2 separate regions of the Gossypium arboreum genome follow, and region 2 is linked to region 1. The links are chromatin contacts, called in public Hi-C maps. All regions are on one chromosome and are shown on one strand. The core of a region is the stretch at or near the end of the contact, and the rest is flanking DNA. Distances in the headings are between cores, read along the strand shown. Region 1 holds the start of LOC108484532. Region 2 holds the start of LOC108483983 (40S ribosomal protein S18).

Region 1 (4,037 bases), core at 119-2,618:
ACTTTACAAGAACATGAACAGGAACATCCTTTGAAGAGAACCTGGATGCAAATGACTTGATCTCGCTGATGGACAAAAGATCACAAACCTGCAAGCTATACTTTATAAGCAATTTAAGACTGAAACATTGTAGATAAATTATAAACCATAAAACTGTAAACAGGTAAGGGCTTAATTTATGAAAATTCCAAAGAAACAAGCTGTTCAGAGGCCATCATGGAAAACAAGAGATTAGCAAGGAATAGATGATAATTACTTCCAAATGAACATTTGGATTGCCAGTTGAAGACTGAATTTTAGAAAGAGCGGTTTCTCCCTTCTCCTTGTTACGACACACCATATAGACAGTTGCTCCACTACGGTAAACATCATAATAACATGAACAAAAAGGAAAACAGAATGCAGGTACATGCAAGTTTATTTTTAATAAATCAAACAAGCAAAAAGGTCAGAAAATAATCAACACCATGATGCAAGAGCCTCAGCAGTAGCAAAACCAATGCCAGAATTTGCTCCTGTGACCACGCAGTTCTTCCCCTCTATTCGTATTTCCATATCTTCGGGTTTGAATTTCTTGGAGTGTTCCCTGAAAATCAAAGAATATCTTAAAAACAATATACAATAATGTCAAAAGATCATTTCCTAGTACTTAATCTTTGATGAGCAGAGCGCTGGCTTCTTTGAACAGTACTGAGAAACCAATATTAGGCAACAACTAGTGAAGATACGCGCCGATAAAAAACAAATAACTTAAACCCAAACTCACAGAATCAAGAAAATGTGCAAGTGTCAGATATATTTTCTGACCACCTATATTAGCTTTTATTATTATTATTGAAGGATTCAAACTTGAGTTCTTATAATTTCAATTATCATGTTATAAGAAAAACCATTTATTCCATCAGCAGAAAAGGAATAAATATGCATAAAAGCGTCAATTTTGCTGCATAAAAAAGGGCAAGGTTTTGCAAGAGGGGCAACAAGTGAACTTACAAGAAGCCATTTCTGGTGAAATTCAAGTAACCATAAACTCCAAATGCAGATGCCCGCCAAGTCTTGTATACAAAGCAAAAAATAAAATCAGTAAGCTCCCCAATACAAAGGATAAGTTTTAACAACAATAATAAATGAAAAGGGGAAGTGATTACCTTCAGAAGGAACATGATTAGTGCTGTGATGGATATGTGAAATTCAAAGTGCAAAGTTGCATTTTTCATTTGTTTTTAGGTTCTTACATTGTAGAGAGGAGACCTTGAAATTGGTTGTGTTTGTCGTCTGCTGCTTTCCCACGTCGCTAAATATATTGCCGTTAGATGCTCTGCTGTCTGAACCAATTGGAGGATCGGGAATTGACTAGTATTGACTCGGATAAAGGAATTAAGCTAGTTGATTATCCAAAAATTTTTTTAGTGCTAAAATTAAATTTTAATTTTTATAATAATAAAAAAGTAATTTTAAATTATTAAATTAAAATTTTATTATTTTTAGAAAATTAAAGTATAATTTTGCCTTTACTCATTTAAAATTTTAAAGGGTCAAAATGTAAAATTTTCTATTTTAGAAGGGTTGGGCCCCTGTCAACCCCCCAAGAGTCACCTATGATTAAGAAATTAGTACGAATCACTAAATCAAAAAAAAAATTATCGAGGTTAAACCATATTTTTAAATTTTTAAAATTATTTGTTTAATCAAACTAAAAAGACATGTTGGATTAACGAATCGGTGGCCCTGACTAATTCGATCACCAGTCCGATTCTAAAAACATTGATTTTTGGTACATTATACTTAAAAGAAAGAATCCAAGTCCAAATTTTGAAGATAATATTACTGAAATGAGTAATCACAAATTCCGAGAATAAATTGTACAATAGACATGAAAGATAAAAAAAAATCTTTAATTCAACTAATTTTAAATTCGTGCTATAAAGATCGGGAAAAAGATCGCGTTATCAATACAATAATTAATTAGAAATTTGATGACACACAACAATATTTTAAAAATATTTAATGCAAATATATAGGAACTAGTTTTCTTATTTGTGCATCTCATGGGTGTACCGTTTTAATCCTAAAAATCATGTCAATTTGTTAAATTTTGAAAATAAAGTAAATTTAAATAAAGGTAAATTATGAAAAGTTATAAAGTAATCACCTAATTATTCAATTTTGTATTTTTTTATCATCAGCTTGATAATGGTGACAACTTTTAAAATCGACATAGTAACAACTTTTAACCCTCAACATTTGTACATTGTGCCAATTTAGTCTTGATTCTAAAAAATCTCAATATTTACATATGGCGTAATTTGGTCTTTTTTTTTTTGCAAACTTGCTTTTCTTTGTAACACTTTCACCTAAAAAGCTAAAAACAACAAAATTGAATAGCTAAATTTGATTAAAAATATATATAAAAAATGGAAACACCCATAAATTCAAGATAATAATTTTTATATTTTCTTATTCATTTATGATTAACCTTCAATGTCACAAAGAAAATTAAAACTGAAAAAAAATTACATAATGTATAAACTTAACCATCTTTGCTCATTCAGCTAGATCAGTGAATACTTTTAAGTTTATGCGAAACTAGTTAAACTCAAAGCTCATCTCTCATTCCCTGAAGGAATCGCTTGAAACTTTCTTCTTCAGTTGGTACCAGTTCGAGATCATACTTGCTAAGTCGTAAGAACTCTCATTCATAGTCGACTACTTGCATATCACCTTGTTTCAACATCATAAATGTGACACCCCTAATGTGACCCTAGTCGGAAAGTGGTTTCGGGACCACAAAACCGAGTCATAAAAATAATTAACCGTCATATTTGATGCTTATTATATATATATATATGCATGTGTGAAAATTTCATGTTTGAATTTTGTTAATTGTAAGTGAATTTTATTAAATAGGACTTGTGTGAGAAAATTTAGAAATGTGCTAGGCAAATGTTAAAGTGGCCTATTGATGCATGTTAGAAAATGCTTGTCCTTGCATGTCAAATTACCCAAAACTTTAGGTAGTGGCGGCCATGCTATGGGTTAAAGCATATTATAAACATTTTGTGTTAATGTTTTATGTTAGAAATAATAAAATAAAAGGTTAGTAATAAAGTAATGAAAAGGAGGGTGATGAAAACAAAGTTGTCTCATCCATGCTCCCCCATTGCCGTGACTTGAGGAAGGAAGAAGAAGAGGATTCTCTTGCTTCATGTTCGGTTGGTTGATGTTTTAGAAGAGGTATGTTTGATGTTATTCCATGAAATTCATGCATATTTCTAGATGTTGGTTTAAATTCTTTTTCTATTTGATGGAGATGATACTAGGCCATGGGTGTTGTCTTCTTGGTTGGTGTTCGATGTTGTGGTGATGAGGCATGAAGATGATTGAGTTTGAGTGCTTAATAAAAAGGATGGGTCTTAACAACTTCATGAAGTATTCGGCCATGGTGCTAAAATGTTGTATTGTGTTTAAACTTAGAATTTTTTTTAGTTACATGGATGTGTTAAGTTGCTTGAAATGTTAGATTAATTTGAACTCATCACCAAGTTCTTTAGGCAACCCATGTTAAAAATTTCGGTATTGAGATGCCTAGAACTTTTGGCCATAGTAGCTACGGAGAAATAAGGTTTTTGTTTCTTGTTAAATTGGATGTATCTTGTTGTATGAGTGCTTGAACAAACTATGATTAAATAGATGCATAGATTCAAGGTGGGAAGAATTGGCTATTATGCTTGATACTAATGTCGAATATGAGAATGTTGTACTTGAAAAATGTAGGTGAACATGACAAGTGTATTTGGCTTAGGGCATAAAGGATATGAAAAATTTGGTATTTATTTTTGATTGTGTGTGTATGACCATGGATAATTGGTTGCACAAATATTATAGATACATAATGTATGTTAAATTTATTAAGCTACAAAACATTATACATGATCGGCCAAGGTAAATTATTTGAGTAAAGTATATCTTGATGGTACATTTAGGCTAGTATAAAATGTATATGGATGTCGTATGACTTTGTTTAATTTGAGAAGTAA
Region 2 (3,738 bases), core at 544-3,043, 190 kb before region 1:
CTACAGTCTTTCCTCTGCGACCAGTGGTCTTGGTGTGCTGACCACGTACACGAAGACCCCAATAATGCCTCAGCCCACGGTGGTTCCTGCATTACATTATTTCACGTGTTAGCTGTCACACCACATCCCAACAGCCAGATGGACAATCGACCAAGATGCAAACTACTTACATAGAATCCGTTGAATCTGTTTAACCACAGAAAATGGCACATAAAAAGAGAATGCAGCAAATCGTGAATTAAACATGTATGATTTTAGATTTTTCACTTTTGACCCAAACCACATCAATGGTTATTCAATTCCTCTCATCTTAATCAACTAAAAACGTCAAACAAGATAACCACAATAATACACCTACCATTTTGATAATAACTTGCCAGCCAAACAAATTTAAAAGATTTTTAGGAGACAACTCGAATCGAGAAATGATACATGTAGATTCTTAAGCATAAAAAAGGATAATAAATAATAAAAAATTAAAAGCTACAGAAATGAGCCCCAAATAAGTTGCCCAAATCATTTAGTCAAACGTTTGAAAGAACTTCACTGAGAATGTGAAAGCAGTTGCTTATAGTAAATTGATATACGATGAGGAACCATGAACTCAAATTAAACAGAAATACTAAAGCATAGATACAGTTGGCCTGATCGTATCATTTTAAGCATCAAACATTTGGAACATACAGCAAAAATGGGAAAAGATAAACTCAAAGCACAGATTAGCAAGAACGAAGTACTAACCTGATCTTCTTCAATCGCTCCAAGTCATCTCTCAACTTCATGTCGAGAGCATTAGACACAACTTGGGAATACTTCCCATCCTTGTAATCCTTCTGCCTATTCAAAAACCAGTCAGGTATCTTAAACTGCCTGGGGTTTGCAACAATGGTCATGAGATTGTCCAGCTCCTGTGCAGTCAATTCACCAGCCCTAATAAAAAAAAATCAGCAAAGTTGCACAAAAGCTCAAAAAAAAAAAAACTGAATAACATGACTCCTCATGCCACAAGCCTATACATAATTGAAGCCTAGAACATAGTCGAAAGTTTTAGATAGAAAAAAATAAGAAATCATAATCTTCTTCCACATATGAATCAATTCATATCAATGACAAAAGTAACCGTTTCAACCTGAAATACCCAAAAAACAAAATCATCTACTATATGTTTTTTTTCTAAGCTTTGAGCTATACGACATCTTATCGGTTCCCACTTAAGCCCAAAATTGATATAAAATAGGCAAGCTCCTTGCATCTAAATTTTCATAATAAAAGATACCTCTTGTTCATGTCGACATCAGCCTTCTTGCAAACAATGTTAGCGAAACGCCTTCCAATACCCTTGATGGAGGTCAAAGCAAACATAATCTTCTGCTTTCCATCAACGTTGGTGTTCAGCACACGCAAAATGTGCTGAAAGTCTTCGTTCGCCACCAGAGACTGTACATACACACACAAAAAAGAAGAAGAAAGAGTTAAAAGCAATAATGTTAGAAACAAAACATCAACCCTAATTCAAACCAAGAAAAAACCATCCCCGAAAAGGGAGAAAAAAGGAAAAGGAAATTTAGATTAAAAAAAAAAAACAGTGAATCAGATCAAGAAAAATATGGAATTGTAATTAGAAAGATGGAATCACAATTACCATTTTGATTTGGTGAGGGAGGACGAGAGAGCACGGGAAGTGATGAGCTGAAGCGAATAAACAGAGGAGGCCAAGTTAGGGTTTTAAAGGATTCCTCTAACAAACGTATTTATAGTGGTTCATAGCAACTCCTAGGGTTTTTTAGTTGGATTTTGGGCTGAAGAGAAAATTAGTGCACTGTTGTCATAAGGCCCAATTTTTCCGGTCCTTTAAAACTCACCATTACACCGATTTCACCCAATACTATTATAATTCGATTCCCCTGTACTATCATAATAGTTGTTGAAAATTTTTAATCAATTAAAAATAAATATTAATTTTAACTAGTTAATTTTCTTTTTTATTTTAAATTCAAATAAACTTGGCTTTATTAAAACATAAACTAGAATACATTTCTTTCTTTTTTTTTAAATTCAAATAGACTTGGCTTTATTAAAACATAAACTAGAATACATATCACTAAGCTCAACATGTCACCCTGGAATTTAAAAAAGGAAACTAGAATCAAAAAAATAAAAAAAACAAATAAACCAAAGTTTTTAAAATAATAAATAAAAGATAAAGCTTTAGCCCAATCACATTTAATACTTGAAATCGTGCCAACCTTTCATTTCTTTCTTTTCAATCTCGATGATTTCAGTTACCAAGGAAGCGTTTCTCCATCTTCATGTTTCAAAACAATCATTCCCCTCTCCAAACCTTACCCACAAGAGGCTCCAAATTAGTCTGGTTCCAGATTTGGTTTAGTTACAGGAATGGTTTAAAATTGACCAAGCTTCAACTGAAATAGGACATTCTCGGAGGACGTGGTCTAGATTCTCATTTGCCCCCTCACATCTCAGGCAAGCCATATTCGCTACTAGTTGTTTATGATTCAAATTAACTAGTGTAGGAATAAAATTTCTAGATATTCTCCAAATTGTAATTTTTAGCTTTGTTGGAAGCTGTAGGTTCCATAGCTGTCTGTAAAAGTCTCTAGAGGTGGTATGTAAATCATTAAAATTAGGGCTTAGAGTACTTGGTTGTAATAGTTTATAAGTGTTCTGAATAGAAAAGTCACCGAAAGGTTCACCATACCAGACCACCAAGTCATCATGGCATTCCTTCGCTAGTGGAATCCTCAATATCCTAGCTGTATCAACATCCGAGAAGGTATTAATAACCAATTCTTTATTCCATTCTCTGTTATTTTTGTTTATCAGCTCCAAAACCATTGAAATGCTATTATTATTCATACTCACATTCAGTCTCTAATTAATTGAACTTGGTATCCATGCATGCTTAGCAATTGAGATGTTTTCACCCGATCCAACTCTCCAACATAAGCCCTCTTGTAATAAACCCCTCGTAGCCCAAATACTTTTCCAAGTATAAGAGGGTAAATTCCCCGTGCATTTAAGAAATCGGAACTTGGATAATATTTTTCCTTTAAAACCTGGGTTAATAACGAATCAGGATTATTTAGAAGTATCCATCCTTGTTTGGCCAATCTCTAAACTATGAAACCCTAAACCTCCTTCCCCTTTCAAAGCGCAATCCCCTTTCTCCCACGCCCCTTTTGCCACCAAAATCGTGCCATAATACTTTCCATTTCATCGTACAAATTTTTTGGCAGCAAAAAAAAAAAAAGCCATCAAGTATGTTGGAATGGCTTGGAGCATTGACTTAATAAAAATTTTCTTTACCCCTTTGCAATAGAAACCTAATGCACCAACCATCAATCTTTTTTTTAATTTCGTCCTTCAATAGTTGGAACGATGCCTTTTTCTTTCTACCCACCATGTTGGGCCACAAACTAATGGAAAAGAACTTTCTTTGAAGCAAGCTATAACATTAAGTCTCCAAACAAGATAAGAAAATATGATGGAGCAACTCAATCAATTAACTCAAGCATTTGAAAGAATGATAGAGCAAACACCACCTCTAGTACGAGTTCAACAAATAACAAGAAGGGTGAAATTTAATGAAAACCAATTCATCAAGAAGGTGGGCATTGTAGAATATCTCGTTGATAGAAAATTGGTTATTTCTCAACAAGATATGAATGCACAATGGGTGGTGGATAATGAACAACATGAGGATCTGTTCCACACACG

Evidence for each region. A called contact is a pair of places that touch in the nucleus more often than the background predicts.
Region 2: a contact with region 1 is called in a Hi-C map of leaf, with 4 times the contacts expected there. The contact joins the promoter of LOC108483983 here to the promoter of LOC108484532 in region 1. A contact is called at or near these places in 2 of 5 Hi-C or Micro-C datasets (both in leaf).

The regions. Positions count from the first base shown.
Region 1 is chr6:81,510,076-81,514,112 of ASM2569848v2, reverse strand. It overlaps LOC108484532, which reads right to left and starts at 1,368. Exons shown (of 10, transcript XM_017788350.2): 1 at 1,149-1,368; 2 at 994-1,055; 3 at 467-586; 4 at 257-356; 5 at 8-88. The coding sequence starts at 1,217.
Region 2 is chr6:81,704,412-81,708,149 of ASM2569848v2, reverse strand. It overlaps LOC108483983 (40S ribosomal protein S18), which reads right to left and starts at 1,793. Exons shown (of 4, transcript XM_017787564.2): 1 at 1,643-1,793; 2 at 1,277-1,437; 3 at 742-930; 4 at 1-86. The coding sequence starts at 1,645.